Regions from separate parts of the Mus musculus genome. Here region 1 is linked to region 2. A link is a contact called in public promoter capture Hi-C data. All regions are on one chromosome and are shown on one strand. The core of a region is the stretch at or near the end of the contact, and the rest is flanking DNA. Distances in the headings are between cores, read along the strand shown.

The links. Capture Hi-C pulls out chosen DNA fragments and counts their contacts.
Region 1: a contact with region 2 is called in a promoter capture Hi-C map of adipose tissue. The contact joins two enhancer-like sites.

Annotation. Positions count from the first base shown.
Region 1 is chr3:28,030,441-28,033,140 of GRCm38.p6, forward strand. Pld1 (phospholipase D1) reads left to right here. Exons shown (of 27, transcript NM_001164056.1): 7 at 797-862. Among named protein-coding and RNA genes, the nearest start is that of Pld1, 93 kb to the left of the region's middle. Within about 2 kb of position 1,386, at least 39 of the 459 cell types and tissues checked have an H3K27ac peak or open chromatin away from gene starts, as enhancers often do. A contact at or near this core is called in adipose tissue, where this site is marked.
Region 2 is chr3:27,676,348-27,679,047 of GRCm38.p6, forward strand. The region is part of intron 1 of Fndc3b (fibronectin type III domain containing 3B); the gene reads right to left. Among named protein-coding and RNA genes, the nearest start is that of Fndc3b, 33 kb to the right of the region's middle. Within about 2 kb of position 1,429, at least 50 of the 459 cell types and tissues checked have an H3K27ac peak or open chromatin away from gene starts, as enhancers often do. A contact at or near this core is called in adipose tissue, where this site is marked.

The DNA of each region.
Region 1 (2,700 bases), core at 136-2,635, 350 kb after region 2:
TGCGTGGCTCAGTTGGTAGAGGGCTTGCCTAGAACACCCAAGTCCTGTGTTCAATTCCGAGTCTCACATAAGCCAGGTGTTTTGACATGCCTGTAATCCCAGCTCTGGAAGATTAGAAGTATAAGGCTATCCTTGGCTACATAACAAAGTTGAAGTCGGCCTTGTCTATATGGAACATTGTTTTAAACAAAGAAACAAAACTTACTTATTAGGAGTAATCGTGTTCTGATAAGTATGGAGGATTAAAAACTCAGCTCTGGTCTTGTCAGCACTAAGATTAACCTGCCACCTTGGCCTAGGGAACAAGCCTAGGGCCGTGCCTGAGAGGAGTTTGCTAGATTAGGTCTATTGAGGGGGGAAGAACCACCTTAACCATGACTAGCCCCCATTTGTAGGGTTCTGGACTGAATAAAATGAGTGAGCTGAATGCCAGCATTCACCATGCTGCCTCAGACTGTGAGTGCAGCGTGATCAGGCAGCTCCCATGCTTGCGCCATGGTGGACTGCATCTCTTCAAACTGTAGGTCAGAATAGACTCGTTCTCATCAGGTATTGTGTCACAATGACAAAAACAACTACAAAGACCTAAGCATAGTAAAAGTTAAATATTAAGAGCAAGAAGAGGTTTAGCTAACACTCCAAGAGAACAGTGGGTAGTGTGCATACTACTTAACGATAGAGCATAATAAAATGACTAACATATGTTAAAGTGAGACCTGATGTCATCATTGTCACTGCTGAAAATTTCTACAGACATGATTATGTTCAACCGTATCCAAACTATTTTTTATTGTAGAAGCAACTGGAAGATTACTTGACAAAAATACTAAAAATGCCCATGTACAGAAACTATCATGCCACGGTAAGTACCCTTTGGTGGAGTGGTCTTGCAGAGACCTAGAAGACCCTAAAGGGTAGCTCACTTTTGGGTATTCCATGAACATAAGTGCTTTGAGTTCCTGAGTTACACTGAATTAATGAATACAAAATTGCTTGGAGAGTCTCGATCCAGTTTATAACGATGACGTTGATATTTTTATAATACTGAGTAGATCTTGATAATGTCTGTAGCAACAGATTCAAATGAAGTTGAAATGCTACTATGGGCTAGAAATCTAGCAATCAGCCCTTTTCTCTCTACAGGTTTTTAGAATGAAACCAAAAAGCATTTCAATGCAGACTGTCAAGCAGGGTTGCGTACCCCAGATTAGACAGCGTAATTTGATTGCCACCTGATTGGCTCATGTATTCTTCTGATAGTGAGAAGCGTGGGAAACCAGGGAGAGAAAGACCTCTTGCAAAAAGAACAGAGAGAAGGTTGGTAGGCTTTGGAGCCACAAAGACTGAGCCTGGGAGGGCTGCAGCCAGCCTGCAGGAGGAAGCAGGCTTTGCAGTGTCAGCAAACAGAGAGCTTTGCTTTTGAAGAGGCCCTTGAATGGGGAGTGGGGTGTTTTTCAAAGATTAGCTTTCAGTTCTGCGGAGGTCTGAACAATGGCGACTATCTGGATTTTAATATTTCTCTCTGGCAGCACAGACAGTTGCTGTGAGGTTGTCCACACAGAAGTGTTGCACGTAACATGTATGAAATTCACACAGGTGCTACTTGGCCTCCAAGCTTAGAGAGTGGTGGACATGAACTGAGGAAGGGAGAGGAAGTGAGAGTGCTTGTCTCTGCTGTTTCCTGTGCGGGAGCTTCCCTACTGCTGTCTGCAGGTCTCCCTGTACACACACACACACACACACACACACACACACACACAGCCTCTGGTGTGGTGGCCTACAGTTCGGTGCCCATGGACTTGAGAAGCCTTTCAAGGCTTTGTAAGCCTGGAGACAAAGGAAACCTAGCCATTTGAGTCTCACCTGAGACTCTCAAGAGGAGGCTGATGTGAGAGGGGTCTTATTCCATCTTGTGGTGGCGAAATCACGTAATGGCTAACCCCTTGCTGATTTTAGGAGGAATGCAGCACTTAGCTGTGCTCTCTGAGCTCGGATACGTTATCCTCCTGATGCAGAGTCTTGCAAAGTTGACCTAACTCCCATACGCAGCACCCCCTCTCCCTTGTTTTTCTGCCCATGGCTTGACCTACACCCTTTCTCTGGACTTAAGAGCAGCACGTGTTGAGTTCACTCTTCTCTCGTTCTGTCTGCCTTACTACATTTTAGATTGTGATATTGAACAAGGAATTGGATATATTTTAAAGCGATGTTTAGTTTAATTACTTTTTCAGTCATAAAAATCTTAATTTGAAGCCACATTATGTTTATAAACCCCACGGTACCTTATAAGCATTGCTTTGGGAGGAGAAAAACCATCTCACAACCTGATGAATGTTCCCTTCCTGCTTGTATCTGATGGGTGGCCAGATACGCCCTTCAAAAGTTGAATCTGCCATGATTCACTGATATTTTCCTTCATGGTAAATTTCACCCAGTCTCAAGACTAGATACATAGGCCATATGTCATTTTGAAAAATTAGGTTACTATCTATGTATTTCCTGTAATAACTGAGAAATATTAAGTAAGCCCCAACTACAAAGGGCATTTTCTATTTATTTATTTATTTTACAGATGTAACATGCTTATACTTTATAAAGCAAGCCTGTTTGAAGTTAACTCAAGTCTTTTTCTTTTTTGCATGGTATATGCATGCATTTGTAGGGGTCACATATGTGCATGTATAGAAGCCAGGCGTTAAC
Region 2 (2,700 bases), core at 179-2,678:
CCTTCCCAGCCCTGGCCCTCCTGCCCTCTGGTCCTTCCGGTCCTCCTGCCTGCCTGCCCCCACCCCACCCTGCCTGTCTGACCCCCACCCTGCTTTCCTGCACCCCCACCCTGCCTGCCTGCCCCCCCCAACTCTGATGGCCTGCCCCCATCTCTTGTGGATCCCATAAATGGTCCAATCCTAACCTCCCTCCCATGCTTGTAGCTTTATCCCAGCAGGACCCCCTGCTAACCCAAAGGCCAGTCCCAGGACAGCAGGTGAGCTGACTGCAGATCTTTGCTCTCCTTCTGCTCCCAGTCCGGATCCACCTCCCCTCATCACCCCTCTTCCACCCCCAGCCCCATAGCAGAGCATCCACTATGGCCTCCTTTCCTCTCTGACTCCATCCCCAGTGGACCACAAAGATCTTCTCCAACCTTCCTTCCCTCAGCTCATTGCAGTACCCCAGCCTCCACCACCAGCAGGCATTCCCTAGGAACACAGCAGCTGAGCAGCCCAGGGAAGCAGGAATATAGATAGCCCAACTTTTTTCTTTTATATTCATGAGCAATTATGTACATCTTTTATAAACCTGAAATCTAATTTATATACTCAAACTACACAAGGGACACTTTTATTGAAATTGTAAAATAATTTCCTGTATGTTGGTTTTGTTACTCACTTTTAATAAAATAATGGCAAATTATTCTTTAAAGAAAAAAAAGCTCTAATAAAATAAGGGTTAATTAATCTAACGAGAACAATGATACTTTATCTTTAGGTAAGCTACGGAAACTTAGAGAGTCTCAGAAGCCAAAATGCCCTTGTTGTTTTCCTCATAAAGAGAAGTGAACCCTATGCTCTGAGTATCTGTAGGAAGTAGAAAAGAGGTTTTCCATAAGACTAGCCTGCACGACACCCTGTTCTTCTACAGCCCCATTCCACTCACAAGGGAAAATGCCTCCTCCTAGCAACCTCCAGAGGAAACAACCCACCAACTTCCATGAACCCAACAACCACCATTTAGCATTCATATTATTTGATACTCTCAAGTTACTGTACACATTTCAGAGGCCCACCTAGTCCTGTAATTTCTCTTAGAAAGAAAGCACAAAATAATTGCCATGATTTAGGGCAATCTTTCTGTCTTTCTCCTAATCTACTTGGTAAGAAGAAACCCACAAATTCCCCAAATATGGGGATGCGGGGAGGGGGGAGCGCCTTAAGGTCAGGAGCGAATACTAACTCACTAATACTAATACAAGGGCGCTTGCCTGGGCCACACAAGGCTCTGGGTTCAACCCCGCATGGTACTGGGGGTGTGGGGGTGTTGATTGCATCATGTTTAAACTGTAGTTAATTCTCACAAGGAAAGCAAAAAGCTGTTGTTACTGGAAGGAAGTTGGCAGAGCCGGGTGGGTGACAACAGCAATTGTGCCAGATGCAGTTCTGCAATAAGCTAACCATGGGTCCCCAACTGGCAATCAATCCTGCGACTGTGACCACTAATGAGCTTAGGGCCTGCCAAGTTTCACGTGACTGATAGTTATGAAATCGTTTCCTTTCCATGTGTCTCAAAACAGATTTAAATTACCTTGTTTTTTAGCCTTAAAAGCATGACCAGTGATACAAAATAGCAAGCTAGGATATCCGCAACCACCATGAAATCACCCTCTGCAGCCAGAAGATTCCATAGTGCAAGCAACGGACATGGCTGACGGTGGAACTAGTTATGACATACAAAAACATGAAGTAACAATTTGCTCTGAACTGGATCCCTCTGATGACTTTGGGATGGATTTATCCTTACGCTATTTTTTTTTCCTTTTTAAAAAAAGGTGGAGGCTGGGGAAGTTGGCTCAGTGGATAAAGCATAAGAATCAGAGTTCAGATCCACAGAACCCATGTCAGAACTGGATGGGTGTGGCAGCCTGCCCTTAATTCCAGCATTTAGTAAGCAGAGAAACAGGCAGAGGGATGCTGGGGCAAGCAGGCTAGACACAGTAGCCACATCACCAAGCACGAGTTGAGCCTGAGACCCTGCCTTCATAAATAAAGTAGAACACATGTACACATATGAATCCACACAGCATGTAATATATACACCATATTTTTAAAAATGTAGTTGAATTTAGTAAAGAAATCAAAGATCAAATGTCATTACGAATCCTGGTCTGTTGTATATATGGGACAGGTTGATCTCACGTGATCACACGCGTGTGAACTTACAAAGACGGAGGTAGTTTTGAACACCTTCCTGGTGGAACACTTCTACTTACACAGCAAGAAGGTCCTCTCGGAGGCGGTCACAGAGGCCACCAGCCAGGGTGTGTGGAAAAGCACCTCGCCTAGGACAGAAGCTCCCTCTCTCAAGTGACTGCAACGACGAGTCGACCAGGGTTCAGTCCATTTGCAGGCCGCTTCAACCTGATGCTCCCAAGGTCATTACCAAAGCCATCCATGGGAAACAGCTCTAACATCTAACATCTCTAACAAAGTTCCTATCAAAAGGTCTAGCTTCCTTTTTTTTTTTTTTTTTTTTTTTTTTGGTTTTTGGAGACAGAGTTTCTCTGTATAGCCCTGGCTGTCCTGGAACTCACTTTGTAGACCAGGCTGGCCTTGAACTCAGAAATCCGCCTGCCTCCCGAGTGCTGGGATTAAAGGCATGTGCCACCATGCCCAGCAGAAGGTCTAGCTTTCAAGAAGAGAACAGTTCTAACG